Linked DNA regions of Mus musculus: regions 1 and 3 are each linked to region 2. A link is a contact called in public Hi-C data. All regions are on one chromosome and are shown on one strand. The core of a region is the stretch at or near the end of the contact, and the rest is flanking DNA. Distances in the headings are between cores, read along the strand shown. Region 1 overlaps Dpf3 (D4, zinc and double PHD fingers, family 3). Region 2 overlaps Dpf3 (D4, zinc and double PHD fingers, family 3). Region 3 has its middle 26 kb from the start of Gm51988.

Region 1 (3,969 bases), core at 1,094-3,593, 130 kb after region 2:
CCTGGAGAAGGTGAAAGGCAGGTCGCATGTGCCATTCCACTCAGAGCCCTGTGTGACAGACTGAAGGTTCCCCAAGCTGGGTGGAGCAGGGAGGAGGAGGGACCCAGCAGGACGTGGGTGGGTCTCCCTATGTGTGTAACCTGGGTCTCTGGAGACTATCCTTGAGCTTATCCAACTCTTTTGTGGTTCAGCAGATTGGAGGAACCCTGAAATACAACTTCTTATAGAGCTCTGTAGGCGACTAACAGGAGTGGCCACTGCCTACATTCCTCATACACAGGAGAAAAGGGAGATGTTAGAAATGACTGTATGAGTCCCTCCCTCATGGAATAGCTTAGGAAAGCTCACATTTCCATTCAAAACCCCAAATGGCCATCTGTAAGACAAGGCTAGTGAGAATACCTGATTCTTGGTATTATCAAGAAAGAGAACTGGGAAACGGATCCCTGTGGCTCACAGGAAGGAACCCTTAGGCCTCCTCTTCTTCCAGGGTAGTGTATAAATAAAAGTATTCCTCCATCTCCATCCAGTTTCCTAAACTGGAAAGGTCACAGGAAGACACAATGCAGAGAGATGAACAGCCATGGAGCCTTGAAAACAAAGGGCCGGCAGACAAGATGGTACCAGGTCCTGAAAAGATCATCGGCCAGCATGATGGTCCAGCGACACACCAGGGCTGGAATGCTCCAACCACAAACATTCCACAACATGCCAGTACCTAAGTCAAGTGGGGACACACATAGATTTCAGGGTGGGGGCTCCTCTGCCAGAGATATACACTAAAATGACCCACTGGGGAACAGGACATGTATGGCCCAAGAAGAGGAAAAGAACGTGAACCTGGCATCAGCCATGATGCAGACATGCACAGGGAAAGGACGGCACAGAAAAGAAGTAGGAAACAGAGCATACTGGGATATGCCTATAATTCCAGTACTGGAGAAGCTGACGGGGGGGTTGGGGGGTGGGGGTGGGGGGCGCTGATTCAAGTTCTCCTCGAGACAGGGTGAATTCAAGGCCAGCCTGAGATAGTCAAAAACCATGTCTTAAAAATAAATAAATAGCCAGGCAGTGGTGGCACACACCTTTAATCCCACCACTTGGGAGGCAGAGGCAGGCAGATTTCTGAGTACGAGGCCAGCCTGGTCTACAGAGTGAGTTCCAGGACAGCTAGGACTACACAGAGAAACCCTGTCTCAAAAAACCAAAAACATAAGTAAGAAAGAAAAAAAGAAAGAGAGAGAGAGAGAGAGAGAGAGAGAGAGAGAGAGAGAGAGAGAGAGAGAGCAAGCAAGCAGGAAAGGAGCGGGGAGGGAGGAAATAAGTGAAAAGTATAAACTGATACTACATTTGATTCTAAAAGACAATTTTATGTTTTATAAGCCATTTGGGAAATAAAATAAAACTATTTCTGGGACATAAAATCTCCAAAAATTCAGGAACAATTGGTGTCTTCCTTTAAAACTAAAATAGTGTTTGGACACAGAGCTTCACATAGGGACACCACTACCCTGTGAAGGTTCAAACAGAGGAGGGCATACAGGGAGGCAGCAGAAGCTGGGAGAGGCCACAGAGCAGACTCATCGTCGTCTTCAGCGGCCACAGGAGGGGCCCACACAGCTCATACCTTGACCCTGGATTTCCAGCCTCCCTGGTGTCACAGACTACACTCCTGGTGCTCACACTATTCAGTCTATGCTACCTGTTCCAGCAGCCCTTGCTCACTAATACCTCCAGAGCCTTGCCGTTCTTCACCACACCATGACTCAAGGGAGCATGCTGGCAATTTCTAGAAAGTCCTCAGATTTTCCTTTCTATTCACTAAACTAGACGTTGTGGAGGAACTCACAGTAAACAAGACATAACATGTTCTCTGCAGGGGAACGTGTGCCTCACCTGACACTTTCAAAAAAAAAAAAAAAACGCCTCTGCATTTATTTGTCTCTTGCATATGACAAGCCTTACGTGGAGGTAGGGAAAGCCAGCCACATTTGTCTAGCTTTCATATGAGAAGACTGGGTTCTAGAGAGTTGGAGACAGCTTCGGAGCCTGCAGCATGAAATGGCAGAGAAGGAGCAGAGGCCCCAGAGAGCAAGGCTGTTCCCTGAGACTGCTTCTCTCAGCCCGCCTGGCTGCCTCCCTGGCAGGACCAGGAGCCTCTCATCTCCCCTGCAAGAGAAGCCACTGAGCTGAGGCAACTGGGGGACGGGGAGGAGGGAGTTGTTAGGATCCAAAACCTTCTCCAAGTGTGCTCCAGAAGGCCAAAGGGAGGTCCGCGCCAGACAGGCCTGCCAACGACAGATGCAGTCACAGCAGAATGGGAGGCAGGTGCGGTCGCAGGCTCTTCAGGATTCCATGCTCGCTGTGGCTCCCCACACTCCCACCCCCACCCTTCTACCACACAGGTTCCTAGTAACGGTGGTGCCGCCCTGTGTTGTCAAAATAGTGAGATGCCAGGAGGAATTCAAAATGAAATCTATGTGCTTCTGCAGCCTCCTAAGTGTCTGTCACTGTGGTTGTAGCTAAACCCGCTAATGTGCTAAGCATTTTCTGGCAGTGCTGGGAGGTAGGGCTGGTATTTTGGGAGCTGGGAGGAGCTTGGAGGAGACACCCCTTGTAACCCTGGGAAGGAGGAACAGGCATGGAAGGCAAACCCCGAGCACATCCCCTGAAGTCACTGGGCCACCAAGCCGTATTTTGAGGTTCCCGAGTCACCAGGTATATGGGCAGAGAGAGACCAAACTCAGGCCAGCAAGCAGGGACGCGGCACAGAGTCCTCTCAGGCTAGGGCTGCAAGGGACAGTGTGCTCTAGAATGTGGCTGGCAGGGGACACTTTTTCTGCTGACGCAAAGCAGCATGCACTGCTGGCCAGGAGACAAGGCAGCCAGGCTTGGCCCTGGCTCATCTTTTCTAAGTTAGGGGCAGGGGCAGGGCCACGATGACCAAACAAAGCAAAAGATGACAGATACTCAGAGGCAGGCAGGCAAGAGCCCTGACCCTTCAGAGGGCCTAAGGATATGAGTCCTGGAGAGGAGAGGTGACAATAGCAACTCCCACCATCCAGGATACTGGGTTCTCCAGACACACTGCACTATCCATTTTCTGGAAGCCTTTTGAGAATGGCTCAAACATGACACAGAGAGGGGAGCAGTCCCCTCACCCCTGAATCTGAACCCATACAAGATCCTGGTATGTCTTCATCCTGAGTGAACTCACACCTCTTAGGGGAAACCAAAGGAATTTTCGAGTGAGGAAGCAGAGACCAGGACCAAGTGGTAGCCCTGCTAAAGAGAGAATTCCTTCCCTGGGCCACTGTGTGCCCGGAAGTGTAGTGAGTGACAGGGGAGGCTGCACAGGTAAGGAAGAAGAAGGGTCAACCTGAGAACAGATAAGCCAATAAAACCTTGACTGGATTCAATCTGAAGGAGAAAAGGGGGAAAAAAATCCCGGCTGATAGTGGCTGCTGAGAGCTGCAACTTTTAAAGCCCCTCTGGCAAAAGGCTCTTCAGAGTCTTTTGCAAACCCCAACCACACAGCCAGCCAGCCACCTCCGGGCCAGCAGCACGAGTGCTTCTGCTGAGTCGGAGCAAACCCACAAACATCCAGCCAGACCTAACCCTCCTCCTCTGCCTGCAATCCACCCCAGCCTCTGTGCCTAAAGAAAGGGTCCTCAATGCAGCTGGAGATGGTAGAGTTTATCAGGGCCACGAGGAGCCAGGAGCAGAGACCTCAGCCTCAACGTGGCAACGGGTGCTTAGCCTTCTGAGTCTCCTGTTTTAATCTGCAGACATGGAAAAGATGAAGCTGCTCTTGGGAAGCCGGGGAGAACTGGATGAGATGATGAAGGCTGGATTCTGGGCACAAAGCATGGTGGGGGAAGAGGCCCCGTGTAAGCTGGTCCCTCTTCTTCTTCCTCCCTCCCTCCCTCCCTCCCTCTAAGCACCACATTCATTGCAGGCACAATACAA
Region 2 (4,224 bases), core at 1,518-4,017:
AATAATAAATAAAAATGTAAAAAGATCAATCTGGCAGCCCTGTGGAGAATAAGCCATACAAGGCAAGAAGAGGGCTGGAGGACAGGAATAGAGCATTGTAGTGACACGTGCAGAAGCCAGTGGTGACTAGGAGATGGAGGAAGGAGGCAGGCATGTATATATTTTTCAGGATCATCTGATATGAGGGTTGATAAAAATAACAGCCAAAGATGCAATCTAAAATTGTCATGATGGGCATAAAGCATTTAAAAAAAAAGTTTAAAAATGGTGTGAGAAATGTTTCAGGAAAATCACTAGCTAGTATGATATTGAATTTTTTTTTTTACTATACTAATACTTGCTTATAGATTACAGACTCATTGAGACTTTGTAAGGTGAAGGGTGAGGTCCATAAGACCATCACAAATACCAACAAGTCATCAAAGAGCTTTAGGAACTAAATGTGTCTGGGGTGGATCCAGGTGTGTCCCCACGTCCCCCAGAGCTTATGGTGAAGCCCTATGCCCAATGTGATGTCATTTGAAACCGGGGTCTTTAGAAGGTAAATAGGTTTGGTGAGGCTGTGAGAATGGAGCCAACATGATGGGACTAGGGATAAGAGACCAGAGAGTTGTCTTTCTCTCTGTCTGTACACGTAGAGGAAAGGTTGTATGAGAACAGCAAGAGGGTGGCTGACCTATGCCAAGGATGACATCCTAACAGGACACCACCAACTCTGCTGTCATCTCCATCTTGGACTTCTATCTCTAGAATGGTGAGAAGTCAATTCTGCTGTTTAAGCCACTCAGCCTAGAATTTGGGCATGGCAGTCTTTGGTGGTTCATCTTGATTGTCAGTTTGGCATCTGAGAAAAGAGGAACCCTTAGTTGAGAAATTGCCTCCATGAGATTGACCTGTGGGCATACCTATAAGGCATTTCTTTGACTGTACCATCCCTAGACAGGAATATGTGGATTATACAAGAAAGGTTGCCAAGCAAGTCAGAGGGCACAAGCGAGTAAGCAGCATTCCTCCATAGTCTCTGCTTCAACTTCTGCTTCAAGTGTTTCCTTGCGTTCCTGCCTTGGCACCATCCTTGAGGATGGTCTTGAACTTGCAAACTAAAATAAACCCTTTCTTCCCCAAGTTGGTTTTAGTGTTTCACTGCATTAACAGAAAGCAAACTATGCTGGGTAGTTTTTGTGTCTAATTGACACAAATAGAGTAATTTTGGAAGAGGGGATCTAAATTGAGAAAAACGCTTCCTCCAGATTGGCCCGTGGGCAAGCCTTTGGTGCATATTCTTAATTGTTGATTGATATGGGAAGGCCTAGATCACTGCGGGCAGTGCCACCCCTGGGCTGTTGGTCCTGGGCATTATAAGAAAGAAGGATGAGCAAGCCAAACGGAACAAGCCACTCCTTCATGGCCTCTGCTTCAGTTCCTGCCTCTGGGTTCCTGCCCTGCCTGAGTTCTTGCGTTGATTTCCCTCATCAATGGACCGTTAACTAAAAATGTAAGGTTAAATAAACCATCTCCTCCCTAGGTTCCTTTTGGCATGGTGTTTTATCACTACAATAGGAACCTAACTAAGGCACAAACTAATAGGCAGCCGAAGCTAACAAAGACACGGTCTGTCAATGCATTCGTCTCTCCTGAAAAACCACTGTGTAATAAGATGCAATTGACAGCAAGCTAACAGGCTAAGAGGGACGTCGGCAGTAGCTTCATGAGAAGACCCAGGAGCCTGGGCCTGGGCCTCATCTCTTGGGATCCCAGCGTCCTGACAGAGCTGAATGGTGTCTAAGCACAGCTCAGCCTTCCAGCTTGCTGAGTACATTGAGATAAGTTACTCAGACCTCTCTGAGCCTCCATTTTTTCCTCCTGTAAAATGAGAATTCTCACACATGCCACTTGGACTTGTGAGCATTACATGAGATGATGTGTGAAAACTGCCAGGCACCTAATAGATTTTCCATCATTCCCTTCCCTCTCGCCTCGCCTGCGTGCAAAACCACTTCATTCCTAGTGAAACGGGAGGAAAATCAAAGCCCTAAATAAATAAGCTTTCCCAAGAAACAGAGATAAACTCACGAAGCCACGTTCATGCCACATCCACAGGAATGTCACCTGGTCCTCGTGTGCCTCTGGGCAAGACAGCACCTGCCTTATAGGGTTATTGGAACGAATGGATGAGCTGAGAATAGCGGTCTGAACACTGCGCCTGTGACACTCGAGATATGCTAGAGCGAATGCTATGGCTGTCACCAGTACTGGTCAGCCTGTAGAACTCCTCAATCCTGAACATTCTATGCAATTATGGCAGAAGTGTGCGAGAAATCGGAGAAGCTCAGACAGAGTCAGCATGTGGATAGTCAGCCCTGGGAAAATGGCTCTGTGAATAGGAGAGGGCACCCTTGGCTGGAGTCCAGGCCACTTCTTTCTCTCCCCAGGTTTCATGCATCTATCCTATTCCTGGTTACCTGAGAGGTTCTCCCAGGACAATGACCATATGTTGTCCCAAAGGGAGGCCTGGTTATATATATCCCCACAAGTGAGTACACATAAAGCAAGGGTTTCATAGATACTTGGGTTCTCTTGGACAAAAGAATCAGTGCCATGTCTAAGATTTAGCAAAGGATATGCTGGGGTCAGGTAGCTCTGATAATTTCCATGGATACCCACGAGTCCTCAGGGGCAGTTAGCATCAGTGTTAGAACAGGCCCCACACGCTGCCTCAAATGGAGTCCCTGACCCAGATTAGCCATCTGTGGTCACAGACATGCTCTGCTGGTCCAAATAGGACAGGGATGGGACATGACCACTCACGATGAGCAGGCTTAGTGCCAATCCCATACCCTTTTGCCTCATCGAAAACACACAGCAAGTCCACAAGGCCAGGGTGGGTGCTTCCCTGTTACAGATGAGGCAACTAAGGGGAGGGAGGTGTCAGTAGCAGACCCACATCCATAGAGCAGTGGGGAGCAGGGTAACAAGGTCGATCACACCCTGGACCAGTCACTTCCAACGCATCACTATCCACTCAGCCACAGAGCTGAGAAATTGCCTCCAGGTGCCTACCTCTCCACGGACTGAGCAACCCCTCAAATTTCTCTCTTTGTGGCCTGCAAACCACTTAGATCCTAACTCATTGTAAGAGCACCTATTACTAGTTTTCAAAGTTGCTGTTTGGGAGAGCAAGAGGGGGAGAAGTGGGTGACCTCCCGGGAAGACCTGTGAATCTGACTCTGCCTTGTCTCCCCTGTAACCAAGCCTCACATACCAGTACCACACTCACTAGGTAGTGGGCTAGATGGGGTGTTTTTTTTCCTGCTTTTTCACACACCTTTCAGAGATACCCAAGATTTCCAAGCACATTTCTAAGAGGTGCTTCACCTCCCGAGACCTGTGCTAGCTGCCCCTGGGTCTAGGACAGAGAGCAAGCATGCCAGAAGACAAACATCTGCTAGACTTTTCCCAGCAGTGTGGCAATGACATCATGCACTGCTCTTAGATAATTTGCACATTATCAGACTAATTTCCAGATTATCTAATCAGCGGGCATTACCCTTAATCAATTCGGCTTTCCCCTTACAGTTCTACAAAGTACGCCCTGCCCTCAACAGCGGCACTGGCTCTGGGCATTTTCCTCTTAAGAACGATAGAAAAGGAAGCTTAACTATGAACCAACATGTGACCCTGCACAGGAGTCTGACCTCTAGGAACCTAGGACATCCCAACCTCAATTACATGGGCCTGAAAAACAAGACGAATTTTATAGAACAGTATTAAATCAATTCCCTCTTAAGAACTCCAAGTTTAGCTTGAAAGCATATATTTATTTATGCTATTAAATAAAAAAAATTTTTAAATAAAGCCTCTCTTTCCTTCAAGGAATGCCTCTGATAGTTCCCATAGAATAAAAACTCTGCAGTGAAGGTGTTTCCAATGTGGTGTCCTGTCTCATTCAGTCCTAACTTCAATACCACCATGAGACCCGGCTGCTATCGACTGTATGAATATACCATGCCATCACGGCCTCTTTCCCTTCATCCATATGTATTTATTTTGAAACCTGGGAGGTCTTCTCCCTCCTCAATACTCTTCCTTGCTTTCCAAGACCTGAACATAACCTCCTTAGTGAACTGTTCCAAAACCTCACAGGGCAGTGGTCCTTAAGCTTTCGCACATACCAGAATACCCTTCATGCTGGTTCCTACCCTTGGACTCTCTGCTGGTGGAGCC
Region 3 (4,123 bases), core at 809-3,308, 100 kb before region 2:
CTCCAAGCAGCCAGCTCCTGGATCTCAAAATGGCCGTGCCCCTGGCTCCGAAGACCACCCTTCATTCTGACCTTGTATCTCAGGAAAAATAGCATCCTTCCTCAGGGTGGTAGCTTTGCCCTGCAGGATGAAAGCAATCAGCCTTCATCCTCAGCATCCATATTCATATGAACTGTTTATGCTCTGACCTGTAGCCCTGGGTGGGATGTCAGCCTGGGAGCCGGGGCTGATGGTCCCCAGAAGGGCACTTCAGGAATGAGCCCACAGCCATCTGCCTCTCCTTGCAGTAGCTCAGGCCTGGGAGGAATGCACAGCTGTTGTCTTTGCCTTCCTGGGGAAGCATGAAATAGGACAAGGAGGAGGGGAGGCGGTGGCTCTCAGAGTCAAGGCTGCTCCTGAGAGTGTTTGAAGGTTATTAGTGTGGCTGTAATCAGGCTATTAGCCAAATGCAGGTGGAGAATGAAGTGTCTTTGAAATTGCTTTTCAGAGAAAGCAGAGCCCATGTTGGCATAATCTATGCATATGATCTCTTTCAAGTAGCTCTTCAGCTTCTTACCTGACCAGGATGGGGCTCAGATACCCAGAGAACACAGATCCATCCACTACCCCGACTCTAAAGACAGCAAGGCATGCTGGACAAAACCCAGGCCTTCAGCCTGCTCCTCCTGCCTGGTGCAAGAGGGTGCAGTCCATGAGTTCCCTTTGCAGCCAAGTGGCTTCAGTCTACTCTGAGTGGGCAGTGCCCATTGTCCAATGCAGCCCCAAGGAGGGTAGCTCCTTCAGGTCTCCTTCAGGTTTTCCCAGGTAGCTCAAAAGAAATCTCATTTCTTTGGCCAGGCCCTTAAGGAGGGTGGTGGTGGCATCTGATGGACCCAGGCCTTCTTCATACACCACAGGAAGAGGAAGATGCATCCTTACTTGCTTCTTCATTGGGGGCCTTTATCTCAGTTCTTGGTACCATATCTGTCTATTTCCCCAAGGCCGAGACTTGAGCATCATACCTTCCCTCACCCCGTCTATATCAAGACAGCTGCAAATCCTACTTGTATGTCTTTAATCTCAACTCCTCCCTTCCTCTCTGCAACTACCATTTCTCTGGCTTCTATCCTATTGCCCAACAAGGCCAGTGTTGGCTGATGTATTCTACCTAGAGCCATTCAATCAAATACACTGACTCTTGGTTCTGGGAGTCTCATCTCTTATCCAAAGAACACAACTGGAGTAGCATATAGTCCAACCCAACTAGATAGTGAATGATTTCCTAGATCTACTGCAATGACTAAATGTGTAATCACAGCCCCCACCTGTGTCCTTCCTTTCCACGGTATGATGACTAATTTTAGGTGTCAACTTGACTACATCAGATAGATGCCTAATTAGTTGAGAAAGCATTATTCCTGGGCAAGTCTGTGAGACTGTTTCCTAAAGAGTCTGGCATTTGAATCAATGGACTCATTAAGAAAGATCCATTTGCATTTAATGTGAGTGGACAATAACCAATCAGTGGAAAGCCCAGATAGGGCCAAAGGCAAAGACAAAGCAAATCCATTCTCTCTCTCTCTCTCTCTCTCTCTCTCTCTCTCTCTCTCTCTCTCTCTCTCTCTCTCTCTCTCATATTATGTTGGCATGCCTTTGTCCTGTCCTTGAATACCAGAGCTCTATGTTCTCATGCCTTTGGACTCTGGGACCTAAACCATCATGTCTCAGCATCCTTGGCCCTTCATCTTCAGACTGAGACTCACACCATCAACTCCGCTGATTCTTGGGCACCCAGGCTTGACTATAACCTGCTACCACAGCTTCTGTGCTTCTTCGGCTTGTGATGTCATATACAAGACTAAGCTTTCATAGTGGTATGTGCTAATACCCCAATATCCCATTTTATCTATCTATCTGTCCATCCCAACTTTTAAAGCAAAATGTACTTCCCCCTGGCTTAGCTTTCTTCTCGGGCCAATCTTTCTGCCAATCCTCCTGGACACTGTCAGACCTCCCCTGGTCTCTTTCATAAGTTGGCAGGTGCATTTGATGCAATGCTGGCAAAGTGTCACACAGGTGGCCACCCATATGGTGCCAGTTTGGAACTGACTCCTGGAAAAAAATTCTAAGAGCCCACTCGGCCATGAAGGATACCTGCAAGCTTCCTGTACAGGGTCCAGAGATGGCTACTCATGAGGGAGACGGGTGGGAAGCAGGTGTTTCACATAAACGACCACCCTCTGCTAATCACCGCCAATAAGCCAGTGGTGCGGGAGGAAACAAAATGAGAAAGAAGCATCATCTAAATGGGGAAATGAACTGGTGGCCAAGGTGGCAGGGGACAGGATGCGCCTGGATTCACATAACACACAGGATCTTATTTCAGGCAGCCTTTGCCGCAGAGCTTGCTGGTAACTCAGAGAGGGAGGATACAAGGACTTCAGGTTTAATTCCAGTTGCTACAGGTCCAGTATCTAGAGGTGTATAATATAATAAATCCAATCTAATAAGAATCCACAGCAGCCAAAAAGCAGATTCACTTAGGCAGTTTTCCTATGTTTATTGAACTCCCAACGTGCACCACGCACCAACCATACTGGGCGCTAAAGACAAAACGGTGAACAATGTTCACAAAATTCTCCTTTTGGATACTACTATTCCAGCTGAGGAAAGACAGAGAGACAGCAAATACAAGACGTCAGAGAGTTACAAATGTCTATGCTGTAAGGCTAAAATGGACGGTGTAATAGAGAGGCACTGGAGAGCTACTCTAGTTGGATCAAAGGAGTTCTCTCTGAAAAGCTGGAATCTGAAGCAGTGATAAGCTGAATGGGAATGACAAGCCAGCAGTCTATGAAGGACTGGGAGAGCAACTGTTGTAGTGGACCAACAGGAGACAGACAGGTTGTTGCTCAAAGAGAGTTAGCAGAGCAGCATTCTTATATTAGGCGGTTCTATATGTGTAAGATCATAGCCAGCAGGACTGGGATCCACAACCACGTGTTGAAGACATCACCACCTATGACCGAGAGGCCTAGGGAAGGCAGGGACTGGTGGTGACTAGCCTCACAACACTTACCAGTGGGATGTGTAACTGACTGGCACAAAGGCTAGGCTTCTAACTGGACCCCAGAGTCTCTTCATGGTTAAAAATGAAGCAGGCAGAGGAGAGACGGGAGCTGAAGTATGCCTGGATGATGGGGTGGGACCATGACCAGGTTAGGAGAGTAGGTACGAAGGGATGGAGGCTAGGATAACCTAGGGTATAGTCAGGAGCTACATGTGAAGCCAGAGTCCCAAGACTCAAAGAAACCTAAGGATCATGGCACTTTCATTTTTTTTAAAGTTTTATTTATTATTATATCTAAGTACACTGTAGCTGTCTTCAGACGCACCAGAAGAGGGAGTCAAATCTCATTACGCATGGTTGTGAGACACCATGTGGTTGCTGGGATTTGAACTCAGGACCTTTGGAAGAGCAGTCAGTGCTTTTAACCGCTGAGCCATCTCTCAAGCCCGGCACTTTAATTTTTAAGAAACAGAATAATTTTCTTATTGGAATAAAGCCAATTTAAAAATCCCAACCGACCCTAGAGCACTAACAACTTAATCTACTCACTTTCACAATATTTTTATTTATTTTTTCAAATTCACACATATATACATTGTATCTCGGTCATATCTACACCATGACTTCTCCGGGACTCCTCTCAACACATCCCCTCCCATCTGTGTGTCATATTTAAAATAAATAAATAGCTCACTGGTTATACAGCATCCATTTGACACTGCCTCCGTGTGCATCGTATAGAGCCAGCCACCCAAGCATGAGCAGCCTACCAGCAGCCATGTCCCCAAAGAAAAACAATCCCACGCCATCCCTAGCAGCCATCAACTGCCAATAGCTCCTCATTTAGGACTGGGGCGTCATGAGCCGCTCTCCCATCCACACTGAGCATTGACTAGCTTGATCTTATGCAGAGCTTGTGTTGGTCATCATATCTGCTGCGAATTCGAGAGTACAGCAGCCAGAAGACAGCACTTCACATCCCCATTCACTTCCTCAGGCTCTGACTTCTTGTACACTTCCTTTGAGACTCTAGCCTCAATTTCCTCCTATCTCGGGGTATTCAGACTCAGTGTT

The links. Hi-C and Micro-C count contacts between places; a contact is called where the count stands out from the background.
Region 1: a contact with region 2 is called in a Hi-C map of cerebellum, with 1.9 times the contacts expected there. The contact joins two enhancer-like sites. A contact is called at or near these places in 3 of 484 Hi-C or Micro-C datasets (cerebellum, liver and nephron progenitors) and 3 of 9 other capture datasets (adipose tissue, liver and pancreatic islet).
Region 3: a contact with region 2 is called in a Hi-C map of cerebellum, with 1.8 times the contacts expected there. The contact joins two enhancer-like sites. A contact is called at or near these places in 1 of 39 promoter capture datasets (hippocampal neurons), 2 of 484 Hi-C or Micro-C datasets (cerebellum and nephron progenitors) and 2 of 9 other capture datasets (adipose tissue and pancreatic islet).

What each region holds. Positions count from the first base shown.
Region 1 is chr12:83,409,583-83,413,551 of GRCm38.p6, forward strand. All of the region lies in intron 1 of Dpf3 (D4, zinc and double PHD fingers, family 3), which reads right to left. Among named protein-coding and RNA genes, the nearest start is that of Dpf3, 76 kb to the right of the region's middle. Within about 2 kb of position 2,344, at least 58 of the 459 cell types and tissues checked have an H3K27ac peak or open chromatin away from gene starts, as enhancers often do. A contact at or near this core is called in cerebellum, where this site is marked.
Region 2 is chr12:83,281,349-83,285,572 of GRCm38.p6, forward strand. The region is part of intron 7 of Dpf3 (D4, zinc and double PHD fingers, family 3); the gene reads right to left. It also overlaps the pseudogene Gm18872. Among named protein-coding and RNA genes, the nearest start is that of Gm51988, 130 kb to the left of the region's middle. Within about 2 kb of position 2,768, at least 3 of the 459 cell types and tissues checked have an H3K27ac peak or open chromatin away from gene starts, as enhancers often do. A contact at or near this core is called in cerebellum, where this site is marked.
Region 3 is chr12:83,178,698-83,182,820 of GRCm38.p6, forward strand. No RefSeq gene overlaps it. Among named protein-coding and RNA genes, the nearest start is that of Gm51988, 26 kb to the left of the region's middle. Within about 2 kb of position 2,059, at least 12 of the 459 cell types and tissues checked have an H3K27ac peak or open chromatin away from gene starts, as enhancers often do. A contact at or near this core is called in cerebellum, where this site is marked.